Linked DNA regions of Mus musculus: all the other regions are linked to region 2. Evidence: chromatin contacts called from public Hi-C and HiChIP or PLAC-seq data. All regions are on one chromosome and are shown on one strand. Each heading gives the region's core, a stretch centred on a gene start, on an enhancer-like site or on the middle of the called end of the contact. The rest is flanking DNA. Distances are from core to core; before and after follow the strand shown.

Region 1 (3,886 bases), core at 1,266-3,765, 220 kb before region 2:
TGAGATATTATGTATCCTTGGCTGGCCTACATCCTCAGTATGCAGACCAGGCTGGCCTCAAACTCAGAGATCCACCAGGCTCTGCCTTCCAAATTCTGGGATTAAGGGCACACTTTCTATGAAATTTACAAATGACCCCTTGGGGCCTGAGATGATCCACTTCATAAAACACATCTGCAAACAGCTGTCTACAAGCCATAAGGGGCTCTTCACACCTATTTATATCATATGCATTTGTGAAGAAAATCAACTACTACTGTAGGAATTGAAATTGTTCAAATATCAACTTCCAAGGCCAGGTATGGTAGCACATACTTTTAATCCCAGAATTCTTGGAGGCAGAGGCAGGCCTCTGTGAGTCCAAAGTCAGCCTGGTCAACACAGTGAGTTCTACGACAGCCAGGACTACAGAGTGAGAGACCCTGTCGCAAAACCAAATGAAAACAAAAAACTTTGAAGAGCCTCCACCATAACCCTGAATAATTAATACACCAGCACTCAGATGAATATGACCAAGAGAAGAAGGAAATGAAAACCCTCAAGGGAAAAACAAAATTATTTTTCAAACACAAGACTTTGGAACTGGGCCTGAGAGTGAGGCATTCTAACCAGAGCTCCCTGGCTAAGCTTAGGGTCACAGAGAAGAAGTCAAAGTACACCCCATGAAATGCCACAGAAAAAAATTCATCCGAAAAGCAAAAAAAAAAACCCCAAAAAACAAAAAACAAACCTGTCATCAATTGTACTTTTATATGAATGGAAAATTTAAAGAAATATATATGTATATATGTATGTATGTGTCTATATGTATGTGTGTGTGTGTTCCAGCACAACTGTGTCTATCAACAAACAGCAGTTGTTGTTAACTTCAGCAGTCAGTTCAGTATGCTTTCAAAACTTCTCCAAAATATTGTTTGAAGCAACTCTGGTCCCAGGTGGTGCCCAGACATACATGCAAGGAAAGCACTCATATATACAAAATAAGATAGTAAGTTTAAAAATTTTTTAAAAAAATTCTAATTGTGTACTGCAACATCTGGCACAAAGCAAATGTATAATACACACAATGAGAAATATTAAGGAAATATATAAGGAATATAATTAGAAATATATAAGAAGATATTTTTAAGGAAAAAAGAGGCCAACATAGCTAAATTTAAAAACTCCTTGCAGTTTGAGATATAGCTCAAAGTTTGCCAACCATGCACAGGATCTGGATTGCATCTCTAGCCCCCAATACCAAAAACTAAAACAAACAAAAAACCTGCCACTCTTGGCATAACTTGTGGTTTGAGCAAAATCTCACATGCTTTTATTTCTGACAAGAAGGGCACAGACATCTGCTACAAACTAAGAAGCCAGGAATCAGCACAGCTGATAGCTGATCCAGGGCTCCAGGACAGTCTGAGTCCTATCTCCTCAAGTACGAATCAATCACCTTTCCCAGAGAAACAGCGACAGTGAGAAGAAGTGGACACAGTATTCCTCTCTATCACCATCTTCGGATTTCCAAAGAGCGTGAATTACTGGAAAGAGGTGCGTATAACACGCAGGAAAGAGGGCAGATCGGGAAAGGAAGAGAGAGCGTTGACTACTACAAACACAAAGTCAGGACCCGTCAGGCTGCCAAGCCTTTTAAGCGAGAGTCTCATAGTGTCAGAGGCTGGTCTGGTTCCTGCCTTTTCATCTGAGTACTTTTTTTTTTTTTTTTGGTTTTGGTTTTTTCGAGACAGGGTTTCTCTGTATAGCCCTGGCTGTCCAGTCTGTAGACCAGGCTGGCCTCGAACTCAGAAATTCGCCTGCCTCTGCCTCCTGAGTGCTGGGATTAAAGGCGTGCGCCACCACGCCCGGCCTGAGTACATTTTTATCGGACTCCTTTTTACTATTAATTCTCTCATGGTCCATAAATGGCTGTGGCTCAGGTGTGGCCACGTTAGGCCCTTTCTCACATCCCCCATTTTCTCTTCCTCAATTAATTAATTAAATTTTGAGAAAGTGGCTCAGTATGTAGCCCAGGCTGGCCTGGGACCTGCCACCCTCTTGAGTGCTGAGACTGAAGGTTTATAAGTAAGACTGTCACACAGCTTTCTCTGTTACCATTTTTAGCTTCTGCTGATTCCCCTTTTGTTTCTTTTTAAATTTTTTTTCCTCCTGAGTTTTACATTACTTGTTTCTTTTTCTGTCTGATAACTCTCCTCAGACACTAAGTAACCTGGCCCATCTGTTACTATCTTAAAAGAAGACTAAAAGGCTGGTTGTCCCACTTGGGTTGTGGGGTTGCGACCTTGCACAGCTCACTCACTGTCAGCAAGCTCTCCTAGTGGAAATATCCAGATGTCAGCATCTTGAGATGGCTCTACCCACCCATCACTGGCAGCAGCTGGCTGCAGGTTCCCTGGGGCTGCACGGACTGGGCTGCATTCAGTATTCAGATTCTCCTTTAATCCTCCTTTCCAGTTTCGTGCCTCATTCCTTCCCTTCTCTGGGATTAGTGTTAGTTTCTATTTCGGGAGACACCACACATCCCATTCCCTGCTGGGCTGGGGGAAGGGTGGCTGCCCACATGAGCCAGATGGAGACAGAGACTAGAGGCTATTTGTTGTTGCTGTTGTTCTAAAGACATCTGAACAAAGAACCTGTTCTTAGTCCCCCCTCACTGTAGCTTCCCCCAGTCCCTGAAACAAGCCCCATTACCTAAGCCTATTAGAGAAAGGTGGGACAGGACACTGAAATGGCTAGCTCTTCATTGGTCTTTCTCTGCTCTGCAAACTTGGCTACCATTCCTCCGTTTGCTTCCATATTTATACACTGGGTATCACCTGCTCAAATCCCCTCCCATTATCAAAGGTAAGGTTGGAGTATTTCTCGTTCCCACTGTATCTAGGTAATTAGAGATATGCTGCCACTTAGAATGACTATCAAACCATCAGAAGGACTAACAAGAAGCTCATCTTACTCTTTGACATCAACTAAAATCACTGTTCTAACTAGGCCCAATGACTATGGATGGTGAGTTTATACTATTCTCTCGAACTATCAAAGTTCTCTGTTAGTTGATGGGCCCTGACATCTTTCAATCACAAGGTTCTGAAGCATTCTCTTATTTAGTAACTGTAATTCTAATCTGCAGAGAATGTCTAATTTTCACAAGAGTTTCTTTGTAGGCCTCTTGAGTTGCTAACTTCAGTCTGTTCACAACAGCTTCCCTTATTGGATACATGTGGCTGCCATCAGATACTGCTCTAAACATCAACCTGCAGGACAAAGTCACTCTTACACACTGAAGAGAGCAAAGAACTTAAACATTAACATTAATTCTGCCCCCAAAGTACCTTTTTCTTTAAACTTCAATGGTCCCTTTTTATACCAATTGGTCAATCTTAACTTCTGTCCCTTCTATCACTATAACGTAGAGAGAGAGAGGATGGCAATCTTGTTTGACCTACCACTGATTCTCTTAACACACTCTAAATTTCTCCATTTATTAATGCCCATTAATTGTAAAAGCCAAGAGGTCTCACTGTGCCAGGGAGTATGTCCACGCTCCCTGGACCCTTCTCTTGCTCCATGTTTTAGTTACTGCCTCACTGCAACAACAAAATATCTGACAAAGCAATTTAAAGAAGGAAGGGTTTACTCTGGCTTTGAATACCGGGTGACACTGTCCATCACAGCAGGGAAGGAAGGCATGGTACCCGGAAGAGGAGGTGGTGGGCCACACTGCGTATGCAGTCAGGAAGCAGAGAATGATGACTGACATGTAATAGACTACCCACATTAGGATGATCTTCCCACCTCTGTTACAGAGTTGTTTTCATGGTGGTTCCATCCACTTGACAATCAAGATTAAGTATCACACCCCAGGATCCTGTTCCACACTGTTTCT
Region 2 (3,838 bases), core at 879-3,378:
TAGGGGCAAATAGCCATAGGAGCATTGGTTTCTGAGTCACCGTGCCATGCTCAGAGCCAGCCTTGTAGGCTCTGCCTCCAGACCAAACCTGGCCCTGAAAGACAGCAGCCACTGCGTTAGGTGCCCAACCCTGGAAAGGGAATTTTTACTCCTACTTAAAGCCCTGTGGTGATTCAGCAGGCTCCACAGAATCAACCCCAGCTTTGCCCTTCCCTCCCTTCATGGCTCTGCCCAGCCTCTTTTGTTCCTATAACAGGCCTAACTCCTGGCTAGGCAGCTCCTCGCTTGCTAAGCTATCAAGGCTCCACCCTCTCATATCTAGCCCACTTCCTAACTGAATCACGTAAGCACATCCATGCCTACAGTGGCTGCCCTTGTCCCTGCCTTCCCTACCCTTGGAAGACAGACCATGAAAACCAGGAGCCTACAAGACTGATTAGAACTCAATAAATGATTGAGAGTTAGAATATTTCAGGTCCAGAACAAAAGTCTCTTGAGCTATTTTAGCTTCTAAATAGACATTTAACTACCCACCTATGTGGGGATCCAACATCCTTAAGACCGAGGTAAATCTTCTGGAATATACAGACAGACCTCTAACTTACTTCCACCAACCCAGAAGCTAAGATGGCATCCGAGGCTGTAACAGATTTCCCCATGTTGCTGTACTTGCCTACCTGACGTTCCCACCAATGTACTTGAAATTTGTCTTGATTCATGACTTTTGTTCTGTTACTATAGAAACATCATGAGGCTACATCCATGTTGAAACATAGAATTTGGGTTAACCTAAATAAACTTCTATTTTATTCCTGTTCCCTTTGATGTGAGAGATGTGGTGGGTTGTTTTTTTTTTGGTGTGTACATGTATGTATGTACATGCATGCACATGTGTGTTTGTGTGTACACACATGCATTTGCCACAGCCCATACATATGGATATCAGTGGACAACCGACTCGGACTGCCAGACTTCACAGCAAGTGCCTTTACCTGCTAATCATCTCTTCAGACCCACTAGCTGTGTTTCCTCATTGGACAGCACCCACCCCAGTGATCCAATATTCAGACAGGCTATGAACAGCAAGCATCATCATCACGCGTGAAAAGAGAGCCTGTCACGTCCTCGGGCTGAGAGAGAGTGGGAAGCCACATTGCCAGTTCCTCAAGGGCCCCACAAGGTTGGGGGTGGAGAGGGTGGAACCCAAAAAGTTATGATCCTTGTAGGACCCTAGAAGCTAATCCACAGTGAATAAAAACTGAAAGATGAGGCAGGCACGGTGTGTGTGTGTGTGTATGGGGGGCGGCCACACCTATAATCCCAGCACTTGGGAAGCCAAGGCAGAAGTATCGTGAAGTCTGTGTCATCCTAGGCTACGCAGTAAGTCCTCGTCTCCAAACAAAATATAGAGAAGTGGCTGCAAATGAACAAAGCAAACTGCTGGGAGCTGTTTAATCTCCTTCAGAGAGTGTCACTCCGAACAGCCTTCATCCATGCTTACAATCAGTGCAAAGTCAGCTGCTGATGGGCACACACCTTCAATCCCAGCACTCAGGAAAGGCAGGCAGGTGGGTCTGTGAGTTCAAGGTCAACCTGGTCTAAGTACTGAGTGCTAGGACTGCATAGAGAGACCCTGTTTCAAAGGGGAGGGGGAAGAAGCACATTACAAGTCTAATTTCAGCTTTCTCAAGAGACTCCGCTGGCTGAGCTCCCACACTTTATGAATCCCAGGAAGATCTGATTTCATTAAAGGTGCACTGATGAGACAGACGGTTGTTGCTTACTATTGTGTTCTCGCCTTTGGGTTGTGAGGCAAGTTACCAGAGGGTAGGGAAGATGGCCTCAGATCTGTGGTCCCAGGACAGCTCAGAGCTGAGGATCAAGCGTGGATGCCCTTGGGCTTTAGCTATTACCACGGGGCATTTTCCAGGGTCACCCAGCGACAACATGCCCTCAGTTTAGTAGTCTGGACAGCCTACTTGTCCTTAAGCCAGTATATTCCCAAAGGACCACCAGGCAGCTCTCTCTTCTCTTCCCCTCCACTGGCCTCCTCCTCCATAGCCACACCCTTCCTGCCCTGGCCAGTTCCCATTAGCTGAAGGCACCAAACAAATGACTCAACAGCTCAATTAAGAAGGGAGCTCCCCTCCCACCGTAGCCGGTTCTTGGCGCATCCATGACTGAGGTAGTCAGGCCCCAACAGGGAAGCTAAGTGACTCACTACCACACATGAGCACCACAACCCCTCCTGACCCCTCCCTTCTCTCTGTGTCCTCTTCGGGCCCCTCGCCTCCCTCTCTCCCTCCTCTCCATCCTACTCCTCTTCCCAAGCTGGACACTGACACCGGAAGTCAGGACTGTGAGATTTTCCTGCTCTCAGAGGCTCAGGATCCCTGATCACCTTTTCCACTGAGTCACCTCCTTCTTCCGGAATCGGTCCTCTCTGTCCAGTCACCTCTGTGGCCCAGGCCTTCCTCATCTTAGCAGAACTCCTGGGGTATCCAGGAGTGTATACCTCAGGGTTTATTCCCCCAAGTTCCCTCAGCCACCAGAAGGTTCAGTTCAAGTCTGGTAAGGATGTTACCTCACCTAAAACCCTCTTCACAGCTCCCTGCTCCACATAGCAGAGGAAGCCACGAATTCCCCAAGCATACCTTAGCTTATACAGCCCTCCATCTGGAGGGGGCCGTAGAGCCCTCACCTGAAGGGGAGACAGTGGCTACCAGGCTCTCTGAACATCTGGTAGTTCCTTGAACGTGAGCTCTATTCTCCTGCTAGACCAGGAGTATCCCAGAGGAGGCCAGAGTCTTTGCCATCCTTTGGTGATGCACACTCAAGAACATTCCACAAGCAGTAGGCCCTTCCATTCCTCACCTGGCAGCACAACCTCTGGGGCCACTGAACAAGGGACACGTGTTCTGTGTTCTGGGAATGCCAGAGCCTACGTGCAAAGGCAGACAAGGCCATGGAGTCTACATGGAAATGAATGTAACTAGAGGCAGGGTAAACAGCCCTCCATGTTCTAACAAATGTCAGGAATTCGAGAAGCAGCCAGGCACAGGGCCTTCTCAGTGTGGCACTGTGAGTGACAGCTCTTTAGTCACACCCAGAGAGCCTGGGCCTACATCTGAAATGGACCTTAAGTGCTCCCTGCTCCCTCCCGCTTCCTGAGAGAACACAGGCCACTGTAGCAGAGACAGGAAGGCAGTAGGAGTTCCTGGTCAACAGCCTTGGCCAGCTCCTGTCTCTGCTTAGCCTCACATGACCAGCAATGACCATCTTAAAGACATTATTCTCAGGAAGGCAGCACTTTATAGCTGGGGCTGCTGCCCAGGACCACTCCCAGCCTGAGCTGGGTCCCCCCCCCCCCCCCCGGTGTGTCTTCCAAATCCTGCTCCAGGAGGACAGAGCCCTTCAAAGTGGACTCGATTCCATTTCCACCTTCTTGTGCCGCCTTCAGAGTAGTCCCACTGTCCTCTGAAAAAGAGTGGACAGGGGAGGTATGCAAAGTCCCTCTGGATGTAAATATCCATGATCCTTTCTTCTCACATAAGGAATTAATTAATGTTTTCCAAGCCATACGAGAACAATAAGGAAGTCAAATTCAAATTCATGCAGAGTGTTCCTAATTTGGAAGATACAGAGAAAATCTAATTTAAACTTTTTTTAGAATTGAACTGACAACTAGGGAAGACATAAGCCATCACGATTTAGCAGCCAGTCAGGATTTATCATCAGTCAAGGTGTTGTTAAGCCCGGATGGACAAGACCTTTGACCAGCTAGCACCCCTACCTGCAGGTCAGTATGTTATCCCTGAACTGGCACTTTGCCAAGGTC
Region 3 (3,484 bases), core at 98-2,597, 160 kb before region 2:
CAGTGGGATGACAGGCACCCACCGCCACATCTGGCTTTTTATGTGGGTTCTGAGGATTCTAGCTCAACTCTCACTCTTGCCTGGCGAGCACTTTGCCCACTGAGCCATCCTCCCAGCCCACAATTCATTCTCACTCTGACAAGCCTGTGGTGAAGTTACTTCCCAATTGCCACAACCCCCGCTTCACGGGTTCAGCTGCTCTTCTGCTCCCAAGGGAGCTGCTAGCCCAACCATCTCATCCTACATCGGTGAAGCGGGCCCCAAGAAGGATGCAACCAAGCCTACAGGGCAGCAGTTTCAACCTTCAACAAGTACAAAATGACACCAAGCAGCCAGTGAGCAACAGGACCGATGTTCATCGAGTGTTTGCAACGTGCTTAAGTGACTGACGAGTAAGGTTGGCTTCTGAGGCTGAGAGTTTAGCTGACTGCCTAGAGCCACATAGCCAGTGAGTGGCAGAGGTAGGAGCCGACACTAGGTCAGCTGGTACCTGAGAGTTGCTGTGCACCAAGTGAATTGGGGACCAACTTCCCAGCACAACCCTTTCCTTTCTCATGGGCCTGGGAGGTGAGGTGAATGATGAGAAAGGCAGGCAGAGTTGGCTCCAGAAGCATACATAGGATGCAGTGTTGTCCAGTGCCCATGCCCATTACTGTGGGCACTGCAAGCATGGGTGGTAAAGCCCGACTCTGTGAAGCTTTACCTTGCGAGCAGAGCTCCTGAGAGCCTCTTGAGAATTTTTTGTCTCAAGGCTTACACTTCTCAAGTTCAGACACGGTATGGGTGAACTTGTCGCCTCTCATGCCAGATGTGTTAGTTTCGGTTTTAACCATTAAGCGAGGAGGACCCAGTGCTTCTAGGTGTGTGTTCTAGTTTCATTTCTGTTGCTACGACTAGAAGTAATTTTGCAGAGGAAAAGATGCATTTGATTGACACTGCCAGGTCCATTATTGAGAGAAGCCAGGGTAGACTCTCAAAGGGAGACCTGAAAGCCAGACCTACCAAGGGCGTCTACCAGCTGCTTCATTCACAAGCTCACGCTTAGTTAACGTTCTAATGCCACCCAGGACTGTCTGCCCAGGGAATGGTATTGCCCACAGTGGGCTGGACCCTTCTACATCAACTAAAAAGAAGACAATGACCCACAGACATGCATGCAGGCCAATCTGATCTAGGAAGTCCTCAGTTGAGACTCCATTCGCAGATGGCTCTGGACTGTGTCAAGTTGACAGTTACCTCTAAGACAGAGTTTTTCCAGATTGCCGATTTCAGCCACTGGAATTCTGGCTCCCAAGTTTGAGGTCAACTGTGCCCTCTGGTGGACAGGAGTGGATTCTCAGAATTAGAACAAATGGTTCTCCAGAGTGTGTGTGTGTGTGTGTGTGTGTGTGTGTGTGTGTGTGTGTGTGTGTGTGTGTGTAGTAGTGGGGTTTAGGGAAGGGGATGGGAGAAGGGGCTTCTTAGGGAAGCTGTATTGATACTGTATTAGAGGATGTCTTTTTTTCTTCTTTTTATCAGTGTGGTAAAATAGATTCCTAAACCTGATGTTTTGTGGGTGTTGAGGGTACTGGAAAGGAAGACAAATGCATGTTTGCGGCACCATGAGGAGCTTCATTGAGAAATGGAAGCTTCTAGACTGCAGTCTTTTCTAGCATCACCCACAGATTTCTTGCAACCATGCATTGCATAACCCATTTATAACAACAACAAACCCCCCAAAGAGCCCCCTCAAACCATGCCAGAGGGTGTCCCTGCCTAGCCCCTCAGTGACGGCGGTCCCCTCCGTCCTATTTTTTTTCTCTCATTATTCTTCAGTAACCTGGTGGTAAGCAACACTGACTTTTCTAAAGAGCTTCACTCCATGCCTGTCTGGTAAGCTGTACCTCCAGGCAACTGTGGTCAGATCTTAGACATGCTGTTGGATGAATGTGTGTGGCCACAAAGGATGCCTGTGATGATGAACAGGGATTGTCAACCTGACAGGATCAAGAATCACCTATGAGACAAGCCTCTCGGTGTTTCTCAGTGAGATCAAGTTAACTGAGGTGGGAAGACCCACCCTAAACGTGGGTGTCACCATCCACGGGCTGGGGCCCTGGCCTGAAAGGGAGGGAGAAAGTGGCTGAACATCAGCATCTATCTGTTTCCTGACTGCAGGGGCACCGTCACCAACTGTCACCAGCTGCAGGGGCACCATCACCAACTGTCGCCAGCTGCAGGGACACCATCACCAGCTGTCACCAGTTGCAGGGGCACTGTCATCAGCTGTCACCAGATGCAGGGGCACCATCACCATCTGTCACCAATTCAGGGGCACCATCACCAGCTGTCACCAGTTTCAGGGGCACTGTCACCAGTTGCAGGGGCACCATCACCAGCTGTCACCAGCTGCAGGGGCACTGTCATCAACTGTCACCAGTTGCAGGGGCACTGTCATCAGCTGTCACCAGTTGCAGGGGCGCTGTCACCAGTTGCAAGGGCCCCATCACCAGCTGTCACCAGTTGCAGGGGCACAGTCACCAGTTGCCTCAAACTCTGGCTATCATGACTCCACTGCATCCTTGAACTGTGAGCCAGAACAGACCCTTTTTTTATTTTTAGTTAAGTTGTTTCTTGTCAGATATTTGATCACAGCAACAAGAAAAGTAACCAGTACAATGGCTGAGGTGTTTTTCTGCTTATCAGTCAGTCAGACTCTGGCCAGACTAGCTAGTGGAGTTGAAAGTCTGGATAGTTTTTTTTCTGGGGGTGAGGGAGTCTGAGTGAGGCTGGCTGGGACATACAGGACCTGACCACTATGTTTTAATCTGAGCACTAGTCTACCTTATGACTGTTTGTCCACCTATATCATAGCAAGTTCTTTTCCCATTCATTTTGAGTTATTAAGACCTTGTATTAGAATATCATTTGGGTTACTGAGTGTCATAGTTAGGGTTTTACTTTTGTGAACAGACACAATGACCAAGGCAACTCTTAGAAGGATAACATTTAATTGGGGCTGGCTTACAGGTTCAGAGGTTCAGTCCATTATTATCAAGGCGGGAACATGGCAGCATCCAAGCAGGCATGGTGCAGGAGGAGCTGAGAGTTCTACATCTTCATCGTCTTCATCTGAAGGCTGCTAGCAGAAAACTGACTTCCAGGCAGCTAGGTTGAGGGTCTTAAAGCCCACACCCACAGTGACACACCTACTTCAACAGGGCCACACCTTCTAATAGTGCCACTCCCTGGGCAGAGCATATACAAACCATCACACTGACCATTATGGGGCTTTGATACTTCATATAATTTGTACCTGAGTGTCTCACTGGTCCTCACACTAATGTGAATTATGGAGGCCATGTTTTCCAATATCTATTGCACTGTGTCATATGTGTCTCCAACACTACCAAACCATTCCTATGTAACCTGGAAAACATTAAAAAAAAAAAAACCCAAACAAACAAAACCCCCAAAACCCAGACAGTTGAAGCAGAGTAAACAG

Evidence for each region. A called contact is a pair of places that touch in the nucleus more often than the background predicts. HiChIP or PLAC-seq counts read pairs in DNA pulled down with a chosen protein or histone mark.
Region 1: an H3K27ac HiChIP or PLAC-seq map of heart atrium shows a contact between it and region 2, with 5 read pairs. The contact joins two enhancer-like sites. A contact is called at or near these places in 3 of 484 Hi-C or Micro-C datasets (LSK cells, embryonic fibroblasts and stem cell-derived neural stem cells), 1 of 115 datasets of contacts at active chromatin or transcription factors (heart atrium) and 3 of 9 other capture datasets (adipose tissue, liver and pancreatic islet).
Region 3: a Hi-C map of the N1E-115 cell line shows a contact between it and region 2, with 3 times the contacts expected there. The contact joins two enhancer-like sites. A contact is called at or near these places in 5 of 484 Hi-C or Micro-C datasets (the HL-1 cell line, the N1E-115 cell line, embryonic stem cells and 1 more) and 1 of 115 datasets of contacts at active chromatin or transcription factors (pancreatic cancer cells).

The regions. Positions count from the first base shown.
Region 1 is chr7:130,886,795-130,890,680 of GRCm38.p6, reverse strand. All of the region lies in intron 4 of Plekha1 (pleckstrin homology domain containing, family A (phosphoinositide binding specific) member 1), which reads right to left. Among named protein-coding and RNA genes, the nearest start is that of Gm5602, 15 kb to the right of the region's middle. Within about 2 kb of position 2,515, at least 50 of the 459 cell types and tissues checked have an H3K27ac peak or open chromatin away from gene starts, as enhancers often do. A contact at or near this core is called in heart atrium, where this site is marked.
Region 2 is chr7:130,669,796-130,673,633 of GRCm38.p6, reverse strand. The region is part of intron 4 of Tacc2 (transforming, acidic coiled-coil containing protein 2); the gene reads right to left. Among named protein-coding and RNA genes, the nearest start is that of Gm39098, 26 kb to the right of the region's middle. RefSeq lists an enhancer at 2,616-3,838. Within about 2 kb of position 2,128, at least 119 of the 459 cell types and tissues checked have an H3K27ac peak or open chromatin away from gene starts, as enhancers often do. A contact at or near this core is called in the N1E-115 cell line and heart atrium, where this site is marked.
Region 3 is chr7:130,825,389-130,828,872 of GRCm38.p6, reverse strand. Btbd16 (BTB (POZ) domain containing 16) reads right to left here. Exons shown (of 16, transcript NM_001081038.2): 16 at 2,974-3,484. Among named protein-coding and RNA genes, the nearest start is that of Plekha1, 39 kb to the left of the region's middle. Within about 2 kb of position 1,347, at least 50 of the 459 cell types and tissues checked have an H3K27ac peak or open chromatin away from gene starts, as enhancers often do. A contact at or near this core is called in the N1E-115 cell line, where this site is marked.